Regions from separate parts of the Zea mays genome. Here region 2 is linked to region 1. A link is a contact called in public Hi-C data. All regions are on one chromosome and are shown on one strand. Each heading gives the region's core, a stretch centred on a gene start, on an enhancer-like site or on the middle of the called end of the contact. The rest is flanking DNA. Distances are from core to core; before and after follow the strand shown. Region 1 holds the start of LOC100501832. Region 2 holds the start of LOC100284059 (coronatine-insensitive protein 1).

What was found. A called contact is a pair of places that touch in the nucleus more often than the background predicts.
Region 2: a contact with region 1 is called in a Hi-C map of leaf, with 5 times the contacts expected there. The contact joins the promoter of LOC100284059 here to the promoter of LOC100501832 in region 1. A contact is called at or near these places in 3 of 25 Hi-C or Micro-C datasets (bundle sheath and leaf).

Annotation. Positions count from the first base shown.
Region 1 is chr8:98,361,276-98,367,456 of Zm-B73-REFERENCE-NAM-5.0, forward strand. LOC100501832 reads right to left here and starts at 2,835. Exons shown (of 2, transcript NM_001196483.1): 1 at 2,122-2,835; 2 at 1,716-2,040. The coding sequence starts at 2,783. The coding sequence ends at 1,815.
Region 2 is chr8:98,660,071-98,665,826 of Zm-B73-REFERENCE-NAM-5.0, forward strand. LOC100284059 (coronatine-insensitive protein 1) reads left to right here and starts at 3,298. Exons shown (of 3, transcript NM_001156957.1): 1 at 3,298-3,996; 2 at 4,978-5,452; 3 at 5,537-5,756. The coding sequence starts at 3,479.

The DNA of each region.
Region 1 (6,181 bases), core at 1,585-4,084:
CACGCCGATACAGAACGCATTTGTCCAGCTCCAGCAGCGAATCGCAAGGCATGTGCCGGGCGCCCCGTCAAGGTTGCATGCGCCGGCGACGTCAGGGCATGGTCCCATCCCATCTCCAGGTCGCGTCAGTGCATCGTGCCGGACCAAACCAAAGACCCGAGCCGTCGAAACCCCGCATTCTGCAGAGCAAACCAAGCCCCGGCTTGTACTCTTTCCCGTGATCCCGGGCCCGGCGAGGAATATCGGCCAGCGAGCAAGCAGGCCGGCGGTGGACGAGTGCGACGGGTTATGTTTCGTGTTAACGTTCTCCAGTGCGTAGTGTAAAACAGTCAAAAAAGGCGGGTCCGGTGACGGCGATTGTGGCACGCGGCACAGCACCCGTGAAAATCTGGTAAATATCTTCTTTTTTTTCCCAGCAAAGACGATAATGTGTTGCCGTAAGACTGAGTCCAACAAAGGACCTAAAATCTGACTTAAACTCAAAATAGGTTATAAATAGACACTGTTTGCAATCTGTGCCCTCTCTAACAGGCTAACTAAAGTTAGAACCTATTCTGGGCTTCCACCCGTACGTAACCCAGATATGGGGACCTTGCAAGGATAAATAGGTCGTGTGGAACGAACGGTGATACTCGGAACAAACGGAAAGAGAGAAAGAGCAAAGGAAAGAAAAAAAGAAACAACGGCGGCGGCGGCACCTGTTGGAAAGAAAAGCAGACGACGTCGTTGGACTGAAACCCATTTCAGGTCACCTGTTGGAGATTCGGTTTTTTTTCTTATCTACTTAAACAGACTGGGGTACCTATAGAACGTTTTGGGTCTCAATATTTTAGGTCCATTGTTGGACTCAGTCTAATAGGTGGCCAGTGCTGCTCGGCAAGTGACTAGAGCCTATAGGGGGGAACTAGGTAGCGTTCACGGCCTCTCAGTCAGTGAAGGACTTCCCTGTTTACGAGCTGAACTAGCCTGCCGCCGCCGGCCAATTGCTGTACGATAATACGATAGACTGGCTCGGGCACATGGTGGTATGCACGGGCCACAACCTCACGGAGGAAGTACGTGTTCAAGTAGATTCGTGCTCGGTGTGCACTCGACATTCCCACTTTCCACCTGGAAACGCAGAGCATGATCGAGGTCGCCGATGGTAGCATAGCAGTCCCATGGAGCTAGTATCGGGATCAGAGAAGCACGCTGCACGCAAGATCCGAGGGTACTACTACATTGCACGCACCGTGGATTACCACGACCTCTTATTCGGATATTATTATTATTTTTCTACATCTACATAATTACATGATGCGAGTTGCTATACTCCGCAGCCATAGAACAAAGAACATCCATCCATGATCCATCCCACCACCTCGTCGCCCTCGACGACTCTGCACTCTAACGCGTGTTCCTACAGCCAGCTGTCCATGCCTCCCTGCCGCCGGTCGGCCCTGACAAGTTCGTCGGGAGTCAGGACCCTGATCTCCCCTGCCGGGTCAAGAGCTCCATTTGCCCGGGTTCCCCGGAGCGGGCGAATCAGCGCCACCGCCACCACCATGTCTGTCCTCCTGGATCACAGCTCACTCCACTGCCCACGGCACGCACGCACGCACTCTTCTAATCAGACTAAAAAGTAAAGGGCCGATATCACGTGTCAGCTCCACTCCACCGCCCGGGCCAAGGTGTGACGCCGTGGTCTAGGCGTCTCGCGGCGCGGGCGCGGCCGCCCCCGTGCATGCTGCAAGAACTTTACTTCCTGAATCCATTTTTTTTCTTCTTTTGACCGGCCCGGATCGTGTTGATCCTCGGCGGCGCCGGCGCGCGCGTCAATCGAGTGGGTAGCATGTGTCGTCACCTCCGGTGTTCCAGAGGAAGTGCGCGTAGGCCGCGGCGTGGTGGGCGTTCCCGGGGTCGGCCGCGATGGCCTCCTGGTAGGTCTCCTCCGCGCCGGCGAGGTCGTTCCGCGCCTTCCACAGAAAGGTAGCGTACCAGCTCAGCGCCTCCGAGTCCGCCGGCTCCGCGCGCACGGCCCTCTCGAAGTAGTGCTCCGCCCTGCGAAGAGACGTGTGAGCTATTTGATGAACAACTGCGGGTGCGTCGTCAGTTCGTCGAACGGGCTTGGGGGGAACGGACCGGTCGTGGTCGTTCTGCACGAGGTAGAGGAACTGCGCGAAGTTGGCGAGGATGAGCGAATTGTTGGGCGCAGCGGCGACGGCCTGCTCGTATCTCTGCTGCGTCAGCGTGTGCTCGGCGTGGTCCTCGGTCTCCAGCTCAGTCTCCACCGGCGCGACGAGGCCTCTCAGCACGTCCGAGTCGCTCAGCTCCTCGGCGCGCGCGCTGGCCTGCATCTTGGAGGCCTCCGCGAGCATCATTTCCCAGATGGCCTCCTCCGCCGCGTTCGCAGCGTATTGGGCGGCGGTCTCAGCCCCGGGGGGTGCCGAGGGCTGCTGCGGCGTCACACGGCTTGGTCGATATAAGGACGACTCGTCCGACCGGCCATCGCCGGTGGCGCCCGAGACAGGCGGCGTCTTGCCGCCCCCACCGTCGTTCCCGCTGACCGAGGCCGTCCTGCCGACAGAGAACGCCTTCACCGAAGCCGCGTCGAACCGGGACCGGGACCGGGACGGCTCCGCGCGCTCGGCAGGCGGAGTTGGGGGGATGGTGGCGGCTGCAGCGGCGACGCTGTGGCCCATCGACTGGACGGTGAAGTTGGCGAGGAGGAGCATGAGGGAGAGCATGAGCGCCGGCGTGCCCGCGAAGATATGCTGGAAGAGCCAGACGAAGGAGGCGTGCATCTCGCCCTGCACGCGCGCCAGGACGCCCTGCAGGTCGTCGCAGACCACCGCGTCGCGTATCTGCTGCAGCGCGAAGCTCTGCAGCTCCCGCACAATGAGCACCATCGAGGAGAAGGCGCGGCCCACCGACTCCCCGGCGGCGGAGACCAGCAGCCCCTCGTCCCAGCGCGGATGCCGCGCCGCCGCCACCAGCTGTTGCTGCCTTTTCCGCTTCATCATTCGCAGCGACAGCGGCAGCCCGACGTTGCTCGCGCTCCGCTCCACGCTCGCGGGCCAGCCGCAGCCCACCGCGCCCGCCGGCTGCAACTGCAACCCAGCCGCCGCCGCGAGCTCCTCGATCCTCTTCATAAACTCCGCGTCCCCGCCACCCATACCATCCAAACTCGCGCTCAGCGCGCACCTCGCTGGCGTCCGAGCTGGAGGCGGCGGCCGCACCATCACACCGGTTCCCCAGTATACGGGTGACCGGGATCTCGCGAGCCCGGCGCACCCGCGGCCACCTCCTCCAAGGAAGGCGGGCAACGGCCGAGAGGAGGTCGAGGGCGACGTTGAGGCGGAGGAGGAGCGCGCGCACGGCGACGGTGCCACCGCGGCCACCTGGAAGCCCATGATCTTGTTCGGCCGCGGCGGGTGTCCAACGAGAGACCTCGAGCGCCCCCCGGCTGGCCTTTGATTGGGCCACCACCGCCGCACTGGGGAGGTGTGGAAATAGCAGTGCGCGCACAACCGCAGCCCGCAGGAGGCCGGACAAATGCGAGGAAAACAAAGGAAGGCGTTGGGGCACTTTTAATAAGGGTCCGTAGGTGCTAGGGACGTACTGTGAGGGTTCCACTTTATGCTTCATCATTTTTTTTTGTGTATGTTTGATTTGTTGCAAAAAAAAACATATTTCTTCGCATATTATTGTGCTGCTATATTGCTTATTCCTTTTCTTGTAAATAAATCAGGTGGAAGGGAAAGCTGGTGATGCGGACGCGACAGGCGATGAGAACGCAAATGGACGGCTGCGCGAGGGCAAAAGATGGGCGCGACGGGGCACGGACTGTGTACGGCCCGGACAAGTGAGGCACGCGTTGAGGGGCCCTGCGCTTTCCCGAGGTATCGGACGGTGGGGTGGAGTTGGGGGGGGCGGGTGCCGGCGAATATGCCGGATGGGACCTGGACGCTTCCCCTCGCCCGTCCACGCGCCGCACATGTGGAATTTTGCGTGCGCACGGGTCGGTGAATTGCTGCTAGCTGGGTGGTTGCGGCGCAGGGATGGGGGCGGCCGTGTCGTCCGCGTGCCGCGTGCGGGAATTGGCCAATTGGGGGCGGGGGTCGTAGAAGCTGTAGCTGGAGGTACAGCCGGGCATCGTCAGGGGTTTTTTTTGAGAGGAGGGAGGAATCTCTACTGAAAATTTTATTACTACTGAAAAATTATAGTTTAGAGTATATAGTTAGCCAAATTATACAAGGAACGGGTTAATTAGGACTGCCATGGTTGTAGCCAGTTAGGAGCAGAGGAATCAAATCTTTCCCATGCTTTATGGATGACCATGAGTGATTCCTTTATGAATTCATGCTTGCATTGCTGCACCGTTGGATTTGTGTTCTGAAATAACCATGCATTTCGGCACTTTCATATACTCCATGTCATGAGGATAACTATCTCCATAGAGAAGGGAACGTTGAGTTGTTGTTTAAGATTTGCCGAAGTGATGCGTCATGATGCCCGATCTTCACGACGTAGGATCAATCTTCAGATAACTAGCTTCAAAGAAGCCAAGATAACTTGCTGCAAGCAGCGATAACTAGTGCAACCTGACAAATAAAACTCGAAGCCAACCACCGTCTTTAACCGGCAGCCTGAATCGAGGATTCGCCCAACCACACTCTCAAAGAACCAACCAACACAACCTACAATCAATCGAGGAGACCTCGAAGGGAGTAGGAGCACCAATTGGGAGCGGATGAAGCCGCCGCTTCTGCAATCCCGCGAAGGAATTCACAAGAGCAAAGGGGTAGAGATCACTCTCAATATTTGTTAGCACACAACTGAACAAAAGGGGTTCTGTTTTAGATTATCATGAGCTGCCTTACATCATAGACATAGGGGGTATTTATACTAGTAACAACCAGCCTTAGCGAGGTATAAACACAAAATAAAAGTATTTTCACGAGCTAATGTGAAGGAGCCTCTTCGGAAGATCTGCAGAGCTGATTTTCGTGTGGTTGTTTGACTTCTGCGCAGCCTTCAGTATTTTGGCAATAACTTCTTTTAGGAATCTTCAAATGACGTGGGACTGGTTGCATTGGAAAGCTAACTTGATAAGCTTTCTCACCATATATAGCATGCTTAATTAAACTTCGTAGAATGATGCAGTTTAATACGAAAACTTGGTCATCAAGCAGACTGTTGACCTTCTGACCAGTCAGCACTAAAGTAGGTCGGCTGCCTTTCTGGTAGATGTGGTTAAGTCGGCTGTAGAAGCATTGGAAAATAGACTTCAAGAGCTTTCCAAAAAGTACTTATGGGCCTTCATAGCTTTTGGGAATCAAAAGTTATGACTGTTTCTTCTGGACGGTTCTGTAGCGCTGGACTGACTCGGACGTAGCTCTTCTTGCTGATTCGCCTTTGATATGTTTTGTCCTTTCTCTTGGTGAACCTAAGTAATATCAACATACACGACTTAGGTAGCATAAAGTTCGCATTAGTGTTTAATTGAAATTCATAAAGTAGCGCGTGCACCTCTTGCTGTAGCTTCTTAGCTCGGCTACGTGTAATTGGTCCATCAAAGACTAGCGCGTGCACCTCTTGCTGTAGCTTCTTAGCTCGGCTACGTGTAATTGGTCCATCAAAGACTCGGGTTGGTGATGATATTGGTTGTACTTGAGTTGATGTAGTATAACTTGGGGGTTGTAATGTGTTGCTTAATGGCGTGGTCATATCATCCTCCTCCCCTTGAAAAGGAGTCGTCCTCGACTCTGAAGTGTCTTCACTTGTAAATGGTAAAAGGTCAGCAATATTGAACATGTTGCTCACGCCATAACTTGGTGGAAGATCTATCTTGTATGTATTATTATTGATCTTGTCAAGAACACGAAATGGACCATTCCCTCGTGGCATCAATTTGGATTTGCGCTGATCAGGAAAACGCTCTTTGCACAAGTGAATCCAAGCCACGTCCTCCGATTTAAATAACTTCTTCCTATGCTTGTTCATTCTTGCAGCCTTGCGCACTGCTTTGAGCTCAATTGCTTCATTGGTCTTCTCATATATCTTTTTTATATAAGCAGCACGCTTGGAGACTTCCATATTGGTTCTTTCATTCGTTGGAGCTGGCCAATCCTTGATTGCTTTCAACTTGGATTCATCCACTTCTATTCCCTTTCCTGAAACAACAAAACCAAGAAACACA
Region 2 (5,756 bases), core at 2,048-4,547, 300 kb after region 1:
TCGAATCTGGCACCCCTGTGTCCGCGGCTTCCTCGACGAGCTACCCACTTCTACCCCGCACTGCCCGCACACTATCAGAGTCGCCAATCGACCTTGTGAACGACGAATCGCGCGGCGGCTCAATTTCTTCCCCCGCTCCGATTCTTGGTATTAGGCGAAACCGCCTATGGACGACGGGGGCGCGGGTTTATATCGTCCCCGAGTTCCGCAATGGTCGGCACCCACGAATGGTAGTCAACAGCGGAGCTCCGGGGTTCTCGGTCGCGCCGGCATGCACACGTGGGTTAGGTGAGGTCCGCCATGCGCGCGGAGGTGGAGTTACTGCTGACCAGCAGGTCCCACAGCGCAGCGTAACGATTTGGTCGCCCGGGCACGGACGAACGGCTGTCCAGTGGGCCCTGTGGGTCAGTGCCTGCGGTAGTAGCGCGCGCGGGTAAGGAGTCTGACATGTGGACCCCGTCTGTCATGCGAGCGGCGCGCGCGAGAGTGCAGGCACAATGGGTCGCGCAGTGCGTTTCTATGGGTGGGCCAAAAGCGAGGTTCTAGCCCATTCAAGCGCTTCCCCCTTTTCTTTTATATTTTGCTTTTCCTTTTCTTTTCTTTTTAATTTTCAACTTCATAATTTAAATTCCCATTCAAGTTTAAACTTCTTAGCACATTTGTTTTCTCATAAAATGTTCCTCTTACACATGGTAGGGGTAATTTACCTATTTAATATTCATTTGGTGATTATTAGTGCTTCTCTTTTCTTAAATTCTAGAATTCCTTTTTAGATTTTAAATTCCACTTTGGACTTTAATATATTTCTTTTTACATTATTTTATATTTTCACAAAATGCACACAAAATAAGACATCAACATGATGCATATTCCATTTTAGTACCATTTTAACTAATCACTCTTACTTATAGGTATGCTCTTGTTATGATGAATATATGGCACATAAAATAGGGAGATCAACTATATTCTCATTGTATACAAAGGGACTACCAGGTAATGTGATAGAAATCGCATCGAGAGAGATGAGTATGAGACCTGTATAAGTTTCCATGGTGGAAACCCAGTCTATGTGATTGGAGATCCCGTGAATTAGGTCCTGGGAAGAACAATCCATTGGTGAATTTAGGAGAGTAACCTTTGACCCTCTCTAAGTAAAGATGCAATACTCTCAAATGTTGTAAGGCAGGTTGGCTTTGTGCCTTAATGTGTTTTGTTGTCTTTTATTAGCGAAGATGTTGTCCTGCATAACATTCTTGAAAGAACACACCTATATGAGTTAGACTGTCTAACGTCGTAGTATATGAAATCAGGGTGATCTCTAGTAAACTCATGAAGAGACCTTGGAGTACGACGTATATGCTCCACCCGAGAAGGGGACTACTGGTAGCCAGGTACTGGTTATGGCTTTAAGTGAAAACCATTCACACAAAACTTGCAATTCAAGGCATAGTCCATTGTCTAAGTTGTGGGTTGGTGTAGCTTGGAGTTCTAGGCGGAAGTTCAACTTAACAGTCTCTGCTGAAACACTAGTATATTAAACATTATTGAACAGTGGCAAAACTGCAGGTGAACATTTGAGATCTGGTGGGGGATTGTTGGATTTATGGGCTAGGCCCAATTGAGAAATTCAATTAAATCCTAGAAAAATCTCAAAAGCCTATGTATGGGTATGGCTAGGAAATGGTGGAACAATTAGTACCATATTGCTAGTCTAAGTGGAGTGAAACTAGTTTAAATATGGAGGCTACACTCACTCACCAAGTCATGAATGAGAGGAGAGAGTGTGGAGAACCACACGTGCGCTCGATCGCCTGGCCAGGCCGGGGCGGGGCGGGGCGCGGGGGCACGACATGCTCGTGAATGGTCCGTCGAAATCCGGCCCCTCGCCTTGCGGGGGCGCGACTTCCTTTTGCCATTTTATTTTTTGGTTGCTTGGCTGTTCGCATGCAGATCGGATCACAGATAGTTATCGGTTCGCGGACTCGGCCCTATATAAGGCGCCTGGCAGCCAACATCAAACTCATCCTAATTTTCGCCTCTACTCACAACTGCGCCGCCATCGTAGTTCTCTTCATCCCGACCGCCGACGTGCATCTGCGCTCGGGAGGGCAGGTCTCCGGAACCCTTCGCCTTCGAGATCCTGCACCGGGAGAGGGCGAATAAGGTTTTTGGGAAGCGTCCTTACGCGACTGCTCGCGATCTTGTCGTCGAACCCTGCTGCTTCGACGTCATCGGCCCCGCTGCTTCGACGTCGTCGACCCTGCTGCTTCCGGCCCGCGTTATTTACCAGTATGTCTGATCAGTACGCATCATTTGATTTGATTTTATACTTCAGTTCTTTTGATTTGGTCATGATTTATATTCAGAATTTAATCTGAAAAATATCTAATAATTCAACAAAAAGACTCTTTACGCACGCATGAACCGTTCAAAAACCTCAGGCGTGGTGCGTTCGACACGCATATAGGGAGAAGCTGCTCCTGCAGCGATGTCGTGGACTGTCCAGTGCAGGGCCGCAGACTATCCGCGCTCTTGCAGAGAACACCGTTTTTTCCGGCGTTTGGTGTAAGATGGGTCCCAACACCATCATCTTATGATAGCATGTTGACACACCATTATGAATGACTAAAGTAGCTCAAAAGTACAAGCCGAATCATCCCGTTCGCTTGAATTCTACAGCATGGCAGTACAACGGTTCTGACTAAAAGCCGTTTCATGGAACATTGTGCATACAACAGTAGGTAATTAGAAATAAACACAACTGAACAGGCTCAATGATAGCCTTCATCTAACGCTCACATGGTACAACTGCTCTTAGCATCCGGATCCGTGGTTCTGCTTCATTGATGAATTAGATTTTGTTGGTTTTGTCTTTAAAAACAGCTTTATCAATAGAGTCAAATTTATTTATTAAACATTGGTAAAACATTTTCTTTTGAAAATTGTAGCAAAGAAAAAAAAAGAAAGAGCTAGTATTTTTAGTTTACTGTGAAGTTAGCTAAAAATAGCTTTTAGAGAAAAACTATTATAGTAAATAAACTGTAGTACAGTATTATGTAATTGTTTCCACCAAGCCAGTCCAACTCGAGCCAGGACACTAGACACCAGACCGCCGGCGACAGAGTGTGTGTCCGTGCCGTGCGTCCGTGTGCGCCGAGCAAATTCCCCACCCCGGTCCCCTGCCGACGTGGCTTGGCATCCTCAGCTGGATCGCGCTGAAGTAAACGCCGCTTCCCCAATCCCCACCCCACCTGGTCCTCCTCTCCACTCTCTCTTCTCCCTCCAATAATTCTCTCCACCCCTGCTTGCTGCAGCTTCAAGCACTACCGAATCAGGGCGAGTGGGAGCAGAGGAGGGAATCCCATGTCTCCGCCCCTCGCTGGAGCAGATCGTTGTCGAGCCGACGTGGAGCTGCTGCGGTAGAAAGCTAGCGGAGCCTGCGAGCTAGCCTGATCCGTCCGCAGTCCGATCGGGATCGATGGGTGGGGAGGCGCCGGAGCCGCGGCGGCTGACCCGGGCGCTGAGCATCGGCGGCGGTGACGGCGGCTGGGTTCCCGAGGAGATGCTGCAACTCGTGATGGGGTTCGTCGAGGACCCGCGCGACCGGGAGGCCGCGTCGCTGGTGTGTCACCGGTGGCACCGCGTCGACGCGCTCTCGCGGAAGCACGTGACGGTGCCCTTCTGCTACGCCGTTTCCCCGGCACGCCTGCTCGCGCGGTTCCCGCGGCTCGAGTCGCTCGCGGTGAAGGGGAAGCCCCGCGCGGCCATGTACGGGCTCATACCCGACGACTGGGGCGCCTACGCCCGCCCGTGGATCACCGAGCTCGCCGCGCCGCTCGAGTGCCTCAAGGCGCTCCACCTCCGACGCATGGTCGTCACAGACGACGACCTCGCCGAGCTCGTCCGTGCCAGGGGGCACATGCTGCAGGAGCTGAAGCTCGATAAGTGCACCGGCTTCTCCACTCATGGACTCCGCCTCGTTGCCCGCTCCTGCAGGTACTCGTACTCCTCGATTCTCTTGCTCTTTTTTAGCTCCGATCTGGGTGTGGAGCAAGTAAGATCGAATTGGGGTTACTGGGAATGGTGGCAAGGAGAAGGGGTACTGTTTAGTCGTTGATTCCCCGTAACGGTTTAGCCATAGCAGTATAGCACCCAACCGAGCGTCACTTTCTGCAAGTAGAAACTTGTGGTACCTTGGGGAAAGTTATTACCGAAAAGCAGGCTTGAGATCTGGCGCACAAAATTGGGTTGGCTGCTCTCAAATGATTACACATCCTAACTCCTAATCCTAAGTCCTAAGCATAGAAGATCAAAGCAGAAGTCGTAGGAGTGCATCTTCAAACCTGTATCATTACAATTCGTGGCTTCTGCTGCAGGTTTCTCCAAAAAAGAAAGTTTAATTGATGGTGTTGATTGTCAATAATTTGATTATGCGATGCCTTACTCGATATATATTATATTATAAAGAAAAGTTGAGTCATCGAGCAAACCACTGAGAGCAGGGAATCAAATAAGGGAGCTATTGAAGATTAGGCTGTGTTTTGTCTTTGGATGGATCTACCAGAAAAGGAGTCTTTAAATGGCCCCAAATTTACGTGTAGCATGGATTGTTGGCAATATTTAATGCAATTCCAATTAAAACAAGGATACTATCGACTAGTTGAGTTGAACTTCTGTGATTCTCCTAGTTCTAAAATTCTAACAAAATTCCCAAGCAACATGTAAACATGGCATATGTCTATCGTTTTTCTGTATTCTGCTAGGAGCTTTTGCGTTTCCTGATCACCCCCTTGACATGCAGATTTTAGGTGTCAGGACAGGGATTGTTATTTGTTGATTGCTAAAATGGGGTTACATTTAGTTGCCTGTAGGCTGTAGTGCATCCTTTTGTTATTTGATTTTCCCATTTGGTATCCTTATAGCTGCTAATATTGTGATGAAATCATTACACTAACTTGTGGTGCTAAATTTCATCAGATCACTGAGGACTTTATTTTTGGAAGAATGTCAAATTGATGATAAGGGCAGTGAATGGATCCACGATCTCGCAGTCTGCTGTCCTGTTCTGACAACATTGAATTTCCACATGACTGAGCTTGAAGTGATGCCAGCTGACCTAAAGCTTCTTGCAAAGAGCTGCAAGTCACTGATTTCATTGAAGATTAGTGACTGCGATCTTTCAGATTTGATAGAGTTCTTCCAATTTGCCACAGCACTGGAAGAATTTGCTGGAGGGACATTCAATGAGCAAGGGGAACTCAGCAAGTATGTGAATGTTAAATTTCCATCAAGACTATGCTCCTTGGGACTTACTTACATGGGAACAAATGAAATGCCCATTATGTTCCCTTTTTCTGCAATACTAAAGAAGCTGGATTTGCAATACACTTTCCTCACCACTGAGGACCATTGCCAGCTCATTGCAAAATGCCCGAACTTACTAGTTCTCGCGGTATCATCTCCTGCTCATGTAAATTATGAAGATACTGAATTGGCAATCTTTTCATGGTAATTGACAGTATATTTTTTCCGATAGGTGAGGAATGTGATTGGAGATAGAGGATTAGGAGTTGTTGCGGATACGTGCAAGAAGCTCCAAAGGCTCAGAATAGAGCGAGGAGATGATGAAGGAGGTGTGCAAGAAGAGCAGGGAGGGGTCTCTCAAGTGGGCTTGACGGCTATAGCCGTAGGTTGCCGTGAGCTGGAATATATAGCTGCCTATGTGTCTGATATAACCAATGGGGCCTTGGAATCTA